2 separate regions of the Zea mays genome follow, and region 2 is linked to region 1. A link is a contact called in public Hi-C data. All regions are on one chromosome and are shown on one strand. Each heading gives the region's core, a stretch centred on a gene start, on an enhancer-like site or on the middle of the called end of the contact. The rest is flanking DNA. Distances are from core to core; before and after follow the strand shown. Region 1 holds the start of LOC100272692. Region 2 holds the start of LOC100279089.

What was found. A called contact is a pair of places that touch in the nucleus more often than the background predicts.
Region 2: a Hi-C map of tassel shows a contact between it and region 1, with 2.0 times the contacts expected there. The contact joins the promoter of LOC100279089 here to the promoter of LOC100272692 in region 1. A contact is called at or near these places in 3 of 25 Hi-C or Micro-C datasets (bundle sheath, ear and tassel).

The regions. Positions count from the first base shown.
Region 1 is chr7:129,063,846-129,068,766 of Zm-B73-REFERENCE-NAM-5.0, reverse strand. LOC100272692 reads right to left here and starts at 1,409. Exons shown (of 5, transcript NM_001147147.1): 1 at 1,135-1,409; 2 at 950-1,044; 3 at 660-804; 4 at 1-9. The coding sequence starts at 1,360.
Region 2 is chr7:129,641,454-129,646,397 of Zm-B73-REFERENCE-NAM-5.0, reverse strand. It overlaps LOC100279089, which reads left to right and starts at 1,656. Exons shown (of 12, transcript NM_001350278.1): 1 at 1,656-2,287; 2 at 3,110-3,313; 3 at 3,660-3,917; 4 at 4,394-4,609; 5 at 4,692-4,847; 6 at 4,940-4,944. The coding sequence starts at 2,207.

The sequences.
Region 1 (4,921 bases), core at 160-2,659:
TGTCATCATCTGCAGGACAGCAGGAGAGGTTGATTAGTCAGTTCCATCGGCTGAGTTCAAAACTGGGGAGTGACTGGCCAAGAAGATTACGCACACTAATGACTAATTTACTATTAGCAGTAGTAGAATCTCTGTCAGCACTAGTACAATCTAAACACGTAGAACCCAGATCTGTCTTTTCTTCAAAAGACGCGCCCTGCTATACCAGTGTAGTACTACGCAGTTGCCACTATATATATAATAATAATAATAATACTGAAACTAGCACACATAATGATTCTAATAACAAATTAACAATGTGCTACCAATCCATGCATCGATCATGCGCAAATCATGGGGCGGGCCGTGACAATTACGTGACGCTAAACTCCCGCGGGCCCCACGTCTCCGATGGCAACGCATTGACAAAACAACATTGTTTAACGCTTAGCTCTACGACCTGGCTGGCTCTGTCCTCGGCCTCCGTCCGACCCCGACCCCGACCCAACCCCCCACCACGGGGTGTGTGTACTTCACGCGAGGCGCGAGGGACCAACAGGACCTAAAATCTAACAGGTCCGTCCGTCTGCATTGCAGACGACGACGAAAGCCGGTCAATTTCAGTTGAGAGAGTGGGAGCGGAGGAGGAGGGGTCGATTCAAACGGGGGCGCTCGCTCACAGTGGACGAAGGAGTCGGTGGTGGGGGTGCAGTAGTCCTCCCCCCGCTCGTGCGTGACGCAGCAGCTGGAATTGAAGGCGGCCTGCTGCTGCGCCTTGAGCGGCTCGCCCACGTCGCCGTCGTGGCAGCTCGCGTCCCAGAAGCTCTGCAAAGGACACGCCAGGGGGGTTGGTTTGGTGAGCAAGTGCTAGCTAGCACTAGCAGAGTAAATTCATAGCTCTGGCTGCTACTGCTACTGCTAATGCCAGGAGGTATGGTATGGCCATGGTCTGCTGCTTCACCCGACGCACCAGGAGAAGGTCGTCCAGCTCGCCGGGGATCGCGGCGGCCACGTCGTGCGCCGACGGCGGCAGCGCGGGCAGCGCCGGCTCCATGCCTGTGGCGACTGCAAAGCCAGGAACAACCGATCGACGGGGATCATCATCAACAATCCGGGCCAAGGAAGGTCGCGAGCGCGCATGCATGCGACACGTACAGAGCGGGAAGAGGTCGTGGACGTCGGCGGTGAGGAGCCCGAAGCAGCCGAACGGCGCCGGCGCTAGCTGCTCCCACCCGAGCACGAAGCAGTCGCCGCCGCCGCCGCCACTGCCACTGCTGCTGTAGTTGTCGAAGCAGGTGGCGGTCGTACCAGCGGCAGCCATCCCCATCATGTGGAGCGGCCACGCTTGCCTCCCCTCCATCAGCTGCACCTCCCTTTCCATGGCTCGGTGTAGCGGCAGCAGGAGAAGGACGTGAGTGAGGCAGACAGTGTGTAAAGACTGAGTGGACTGTGAGAGAGGCTGGGTGGAGACAGACAGAGCTTGGCATGCTTAAATAGCAAGGCTTTTCGCCGGGGCGTGAAAAGCAAAAGCGCGCAGCCTACTAGCATACCGGAGTAGCATGTTAAGTCCACTACTTTGACACTCTACGCGGGTTCCAACGTGGGTCGCTATCTATCGGTGACATGCTACTGCTGATCGATATGACTCCAACGACGATTGGTTTGACCAATAATCCATCGATTAATCTATCGATCGGTTGGTCTGATCGGTAAATTTATCATCAATCGATACCAAGTACTCTCTTGTATAGGCTATCGTATCGGTTGGTCTGATCGGTACCAACGCGTTAGAGTCATTATCAATCGATACCAACTGTTCAGTTGGATGGGCCGATCGATACTAACTAGCATTGATATATGACAGATCCCGTCAGTTCAGTTGGTCGGTTGTAGCGACATGGCGCATGTCCTAATTAGCCCACGTGTGCGTCACGTCAGCTAACCGTTTTGAAATGCCTAAATTCCAAAAAAATAAACAAAAATAATCTAGTCTACAAACAGAGAACGACATTTAGGTTCATTAATATCCATCACTCTTCATTTCACTCCTACCACTTCATATTTCACTCCTCTCTCTTCTTTCACACTACCAAACCACTCTCGCCATGTCTTTCTTGTCCTTCGACATTAAGATGACCAAAGACGATGTACTCCATATACTGCATCAAACTTTAATGGATGCAACAATGATGCTTGCCTCCGGGTCTTCAGAGAGAGAGAGAGAGAAAGAGAGAGAGAGAGAGAGAGGATGTAGAAGCAGAGCTACATCGACCGGGATCGTGAAGCTGGCCACAACCTGATGATGTAAGACTACTTCAACGACCTATGTGTCTACCCTCCACTCTATCTGGTTAGCTAGCTAATTTCACTAGCAATTTTCTTAGACAGCTAACCATTAGCTCTAGTGCATGGAAACATGTCCAAAAGCAAGACTCTCTTGATTAGAAATTGGCTGACGTACATATCTGTTACTGTACAGCTGTGTCACTTGTTGTCTATGCCACGCCCCGCGCGGTGTCGCTCGCTACCTGTACCGGATGTACGTACACTTTCGTTTACCTTTTGCTGGCTGGGGGCGACTTGTATGGCGCAGTCAGCTAAGATAAGCCGTGGGCCGGGTGGGGGAGAGGAGAAAAAGAAAGAAAGAAAAGATACGGGTGTGGGGCTGATCGAGTACGTAGACGAGTACAAAGTCCAAGCGAAGCAACGAAAGCAAAAGATGAGGGTGGTTGAGCGCCGGCGGGGAGCTGAGCTCTTTCCTCGTGATTCGTTATGTTCTTCCCGTGCCGCCGCTTTATTTGTTCTCCTTTTGCTTGAGTGAGATCTTCTCTCCTTTTCTTTCTTTCTTTCTTTCCTTACGGTTTGTTCGTCGTCCATTCCATGTCTCTATTGTTTTTATATATATCTCTCTCTCTCTCTCTGGCTGTCATCCCCCAGTCACACCCGATCCATCCTACAATAACCTGCTTTTGTTTTTCTCGCTGATTCCATCGTCTTGTTCCTGGGAATCACGAATCAGATGCCTGTGGCTGTGGCCGTGTCAACCATTTCGAAAACTGTCGGCAGAGGTCCGTGTGCAGTTAGCCAATTCTTTTAGCGCCGAGCCATTTCTTCTCCGGCTCAGACTCAGAACTCTCCTCAGGCTCTTGGTCTTGGCCGTTTTAAGAATGACGGTAGGCCGGACCGCGAGTCTGCTATGCTTACGCCCCGCCGCATTTTTATACGTTTCGTGTCAGTTACGGGTAGGTCAAAGCTCGCTAGCTGCAGGTAGCCACCTAGTGAGTGAGATCACTACTACTGGTCAGAGGGCGAACGGTGAAAAGGGGTGTGGGCGGGCGGACCAGCAGCTTCGTCAGCTTTTCCCCTGCCCTCTCTCGTAGTCGTAGCAGGCACAGGACCAGACATACCTGCCTCGAAAAGACGGTAAACAGTTTTTAGGGACTATATATACCCCTACATTTCTAAACATTTCTGAGTGGAATTACAGGTCTAAGATGACGCCATTTCGAGCTGAAACTACTGTACAGATTCGGTCCCGGCTCTTCTTTTCCTCGTCTTCACTACCCTACCGGCCTACCCCCACGGAAGCTCCTCTTTTTCCAAAGTTTACCGGGAGGAGGAGGAGGAGCAGAGCTGCAGAGGGTTCGGTGGCCACACTCGGCTGGGCTAATCGCCCGTGTCCCACCCATCCCACCTTCCGGTCCCTTTTGCTCGCCTCTCTCTCTCTCTCTGGCTCTCTGCTTTGTGTAGGCGGTGGGCTGAATTATTACAGCCCATCATGTGGGCGAGGCGAGACAAATCCAAGGAAACGGGCTCCACATAATAAAATCGAGGCCTCAGTTTTGTTTTGGGGTGGCGAGAACCCAACAAAAAGCCGAGCGGGTTACCTACCCGGCCGGGGCCCAGGGTCGTCGGGGTCAACGATGAGCAACGGCGCATCAACAGATTGAAGTATGTCCCATCTTCGAAACGATCTTTATCAATGGTTTTTTTTTTGTTGAAGTTTGTTTTGTCTAAATATTCTTGAGAAGAAATAAGAGAAAAACATTATTCTCTCACCTTGCCATTTCCTTTCCTCACAAAGCAAGCTAGCACATCCTCGTATCTTAGGGCCCCCATTTGTCGCTGGTCTTGGCTCTTGGGTCACTCGTTTTTCCCTAGGCGTGTGCAGCGTGGCATGGTGCGGTGGAAGGATCACATATTCACGGTGAAGCCTTCAGATGAAGGCATATGAATGTTTAGACTATCTCTAGCCGAATTTCTATCACACTTTCTATCACACATCCTATTTCAAACCATACTATGTAAACAATATAGTATTCTACATTGCAAAACGGTGTTTTGCACGGCTATATGCACGATCTGCTAGGGACGGTCTAATGGTGTTAGTTTGTTGGGGTGCATAAAGAGTGTTGTAAGAGTCAAAACATCTCATAATTTAAAACGAAAACGTACAAGATAAGATTCTAACAATAAATAACATAGTGGGTGAAGGGAATTGTGCCACCAAGACGCTTGAATAGTGTGCAATGGGCTCTTAGTTAGTTTTTGGTTACGTCGGAGCCTATTTGAACCAAATGACTCTGCTCCAAGTTCCGAGAATGGAATGACTATGTTCCATGTTTGCAAGATAGAATATAATAGCTCTGTTCTATTTCGCGAGCGAAAATGTTCGATAGTTTTTAGTGCATGGTGGGAGGCAGGATAGGGATTAGGGGGTCTTCAAAGGATCAAGAGAGTTTTGTGTGTCTGCATGTGTTTAATTTGTCATGAACGGGAACCCCCTTGGTTCTGGTTCCTTAAGCGTAGAGGCAACAAGAATCGATCCTACGACCTACAGCTAAATATGCAGCGGTCTATCCATTGCATCAAATCTCCATTTGTGATTATAATGGAAGATATAGAGATTTTATAAATTTAGGTATGACTAATGTCATACTAA
Region 2 (4,944 bases), core at 407-2,906, 580 kb before region 1:
CCCGTCTCAAAACCGGCCGGGGTCACTGTGTGGTGGTGGTGGTGGGCGGGCGTTCGGTCCGGCGTCAACCTCAGAGCCCTCTCTTTAAATTTTGCCTCCCCCGGTCGCGTTGGATCCATCATCCGTTCCCGATCGTCCGCGCTGACGTCGACGCGCGCCACGATTAATCAAGCTGACAGACGTACTGAAGCTGCGCTGGCTGCTCTCTGTTTGGAGGATCATCATCATCAAACGAATGCATGATGAAGGCCGGAGGAGGCTGAGCTTATATTAGCGAGTAGTTGACCCGAGCCCGCTGCTGCACTGCCCACGCGCGCACGGGTGCAGGAAGAGCGGAGGACACATACGGTTTGCTCAAGGAGAGCCGCCTTTGACTCCCATCCCATGGCTGATCATATCGTCGACAATAATGTGCTCGCGAATGCGATAGTGATTCTGTACCTGCTGCAGAGTGCAGACTACGCACGATGCACCGCGTTGTGATAGTGATCCGGTACCCGTAGACAATCAAGCAGCCGAGCGTGACGACCGGACCGACCGAGTTCATGCCAGGAGCGGAATAATGGAACGAGCTGCATGCATTACGGGATCCTAAATTCTTTGGGATTTCGCTGCCATTTTCCGCAGAGAACAGTGCCCGTAGCAAGTCCGGTACGTACCACGTGAGTGAGTAAGATTGCGGCTGCCTTTCCGGCCGCACCACCGACTTGCATGCTTGCCGTGCCGGAGAGAAGAGTAGCACTGTACATAGCGGCCTCACGTGATCCCATGCGTATCTTCCGTCGCAACATCAAGGGCAAGGCGCGGTCAGGTGGATCCAGTGATTTCTCTTCCCTGCAACTTGCGGCAAGGACACGAAACATTAAGCGTGTGTTTGGTTGACTGTCCCAGATGCCACAGACGAAGGTTAGACATGCTCAATTTTCGTAGGTAAGTGTTTAGTTTATGTCTAATATTAGAAGGTCATTCCTAATATTAACGTAATGTTAACCCGGTAACACTCATTGTAGTTAGGAGGGCCCCTGCAACGCTTTCGTGCCCTTTCAAAATAGTAGTTGTTTTATCTCTTAGTTTTTTATGTCCATATTTAAATAGTAGTATGGTGCATTGGTGCACTATCATTTCCTGAGCGGCTCATATCAATCTTTTTATGAGGTGTTTGGTTTGATGAATCACTCTATCCAAAATAAAGTGGTGCATCATGGATCCATTGCTCAAATTTGGTGGAATGACTTCATTCCACATATTAGTACTAAATAAACTAACTATGAGAAATGAGGTGGTGATGGATTAACTCACTCCATTCTACAAACCAAACAAAAAAAGTAAGGAGTAGAAAGATAATGAACTACATCATTCCTCAAACCAAACACTCCGTTAGTTTTTTAAGACCACTGCCCCCAAACCACATCTGTTGGAGTCGTCTGGACAAAAGTTTGGGGGGAATCTTCCAATCCATGCACACCTCAGGGCGCACACCTCACCACCACACCATTAATAAATAATAACTGCAAACAAAGGCCACCATCCGTTGCCCCCTCTACCCCTCCTCCTCCCTCCATCTCTTCTCGATAGCTTCTCAGTGCCGTCTGCCGTGGCTCATTCCCAACCTTCCCCAGCCAGCATAAAACAAGCGAAGAGCCACCCTAAACCACCTACTAGAGCAAATACTCTCAAGTCCCAACTAACCAAAACTGGGAGGAAGAGAAAAGCTGCAGACACGGTCTCTCTCTCACCCTTCACCGCTTCACGTAGCAGCAAGAAAAAGAAAGAAAATAAAAAGAGAGAGAGAGACAGAGATGGCTTGCACCTTGAAACTCCAAAACCCACCATGAAAAAAGACCTTCTCTGGCCCCTGACCCTGAGAGAGAGTTGCTGTTGCTGCCATTCGGTCGGTGCCTCCTTTTCGGTACGCCGCTGGTATGTGGTATCACTGGTATGGTTGTTCTCCCATCCCAAGGCGACGAGGGAATAGGAAGCTAGAAAGTTCGTCTGCAGTCTGCACCTTTGCCCATGGCCTAGGCGCCTAGCTCAGGCCGTAGCTCAGCGTCCGTCCATGGGCCAGGGAGTCTGAAACCTTGCTTGCCTTGCCTGCCCGCTCCTCTCACTTCTCTCTCTCCTCCTCGCTCGTGTCCCCGGCGTTCTGCTGGTCCCTGGGGACTGGAGAGCGAAGGTCTGTCTCCTTTGCGCCTGCTCTGCTTCTTCAATGCTGGGCGTCGGTGGCTTGGGCTCGGGCTCGGGCATGGAACCAGGTACCAGCTGCGGTGCTCTGCTCAGAGAGCTTCAGGTACTCGTCTTGCTTTAGAAACTCGTTTTTTTTTGCCATATTTATCCCGCGTGCTTGCTAAATGCCACTGCTAGCTTCGTGTTCCGAGATTCCCTCGTGGTGCTTCGTTAACCCGTCCTCTTGGCGCGTGTTCAGGTTTTGTCCCGTTTAACTGGGTGAAAAAATTGCAATTCTACAGATTTTATCGCCAAATTTCTTTTTTTTGGGTTTCTTCAGTTCTTAGTTGCCTAGAACCTCTGTGTTTGGTTTTTGTCATTTGTTTCTTCAGTCCAAATAAATACAGATAAAATGACACTGGCAGCTTCAGAGCTGTGTGTTCCATGGTTTCTTCAGCTGTTTAGTTTTTTTTTCCCATGGTTGCAGAGAAGTTAAAAGAAAAGAAAAAAAAAATCCGCCCCTTGAGTTATGCAAGGCGATTTTCTCTGTATTCTCTCCTTTTCCGGGCGGTGAACTGCTCTGCTCGGCAGGCGAATTCCCTGATGCAGTGCAGTAGCTTTATTGTGGACGGCTCTCCTTTTTTTCCACCTTTATGGTTCTTGTCTTCTTGAGCAATCGAAAAGGCTATTCCGGCTGGCTCTGCTAGCGCAAGCAGGCAGTTAAGATGGGACAATAGCAACTCTTTTTAACCTAATTGAGCTTTACCGTTTACCTTTACAAATTAATATTGCTATTATTGGTCAGATAGTTCATGAGTTAGGCCAGACTAACCAAAATGTACTCTGAAACTGCATGTGTCCTTTTTATCTGTATTTAATAATCCAAGTAATAATACTATTCTAGTGTTTGCTCATTAACTCGTGCAATGCTGGTTCTTGCGATCAGCAAATCTGGGCAGAAGTAGGGGAAAGTGAGGGCGAGAAGAACAAGGCGTTGCTGGACATCGAAAGAGAGTGCCTGGAAGTCTACCGCAGGAAGGTGGACGATGCCAATCGGACTAGGGTCCAGCTGCACCAGTCAGTGGCTGCCAAAGAAGCTGAGGTTGCATCTCTGATGGCAACCCTTGGGGAGCACAAGCTGTACTTGAAGGTATACAACTATACACGGTGATGGGCTGATGATGAGGTGACGCACTAATTAGGTTGGTTGGCGTATTGGACATGCATGGTTCGCTTCTTGCTGAAATGGACATGGACTGTAGATATATGAAGCCTCTTGAGGAGACTTGTTTTTCTACGAATGCTGAACTTTACTTTCTCACCAAGCTTTAGTCAGTTCTTTCTAAACTGCCGTGAATTAATAACATTACCAATGTTACACAGTAGTTTGGGTTGCATATGTTCTACAGCGTTCATTTTATTGCCTACAAAATACAGCTCTTGATAGTGCCATGTCTGACTGACCGAGAAATAACTTTTCACGGCGTCTTTGGCAGAAAGACAAGGGCGTTGTACCACTCAAGGAACAACTTGCCACCGTCGCCCCAGTACTGGAGAGCTTGAAATGCAAGAAAGAGGAAAGGATCAAACAGTTCTCTAATATTAGGTCACAGATTGAGAAGATCCGCTTTGAGCTAAGTGAATATAATGATCAGGGTGATGACCCGAGCAGTCTTGCTGCTGAGGAACACGATTTGTCGATGAGGAAGCTTAATAGTTACCAAACACAGCTTCGTGCCCTTCAGAAAGATAAGGTATACATCCTGAATCTGCCTGGTTACCTTTCTGAAGATTTTTTTAAATGTGATTTTTTTTCCTGAAGATTTTGGTATTAGTATTGCTAACTGAAAGATTTCTGGTCGATAGAGTCAGTACAGGTGCTTCTTCTGCATGTATTATTATGGGGTGCAAGCGAATTCCTAGATGTAGTATCTTCTTAGACCCTGTTTGGTTCCTTGAAATTAAGAGGAATTCCAACATAATCTGATTTCCATTCAAGATCCTTAATGTTTTTGCTACACTTTCCAAAGAGGGACAAGTTGTTTGATTTGTTTTGTCAGCCATTTCTGTACAGTAGTATATATTAATTAATTGTATAGAGTTGAAGTTCGTCTTAACTCTCTGCAGCTAGGAACCCTTTTAGCTCCTTTACTTATTTAGGAACGCGGGCAACTTCCATTGTTTGTCAGTGTTCTACTGCACTTTCTGATCCCTGTTTGCAATCTTTCAGTCTGAGCGCCTCCGCAAGGTTCTGGAGTATATAAATGAAGTGCATTCCTTATGTGGAGTCCTTGGAATTGATTTTGGAAGTACTGTACACGAAGTTCATCCCAGTTTGCATCAGAATGGTGTTGAGCAGTCCAGAAATATCAGTAACAGCACACTGGAGGGCCTTGCTAGTACAATTTATAAGCTAAAAGCGGAACGAAAGTCTAGAATCCACAAGGTCTTCTCTAGGTTCCTTTCTCTTCGTTTTAAGTTACTACCAATTGCCCATAACACGTTTCCGAATGATCCATTGCTGACAGGCGAGAGAGATCATGGAGTCGTTGTGTCAACTTTGGAAACTCATGGACTCTCCTGAAGAAGAAAAGAGACAGTTTAGTAACGTAATGAGCAGCCTCATATTACCTGAGGAGGGAATCACGTCACCTGGAGTTCTCTCCGAGGAAACAATCGAGAAGGTTTTACTTTTACCTCTCTGCTGTTGTTTGGGTCTTTAAACTTTGTTCACAGCGCACTGTAACCATTCAGTTTTTTTTTATTTCTTATCCAGATGGA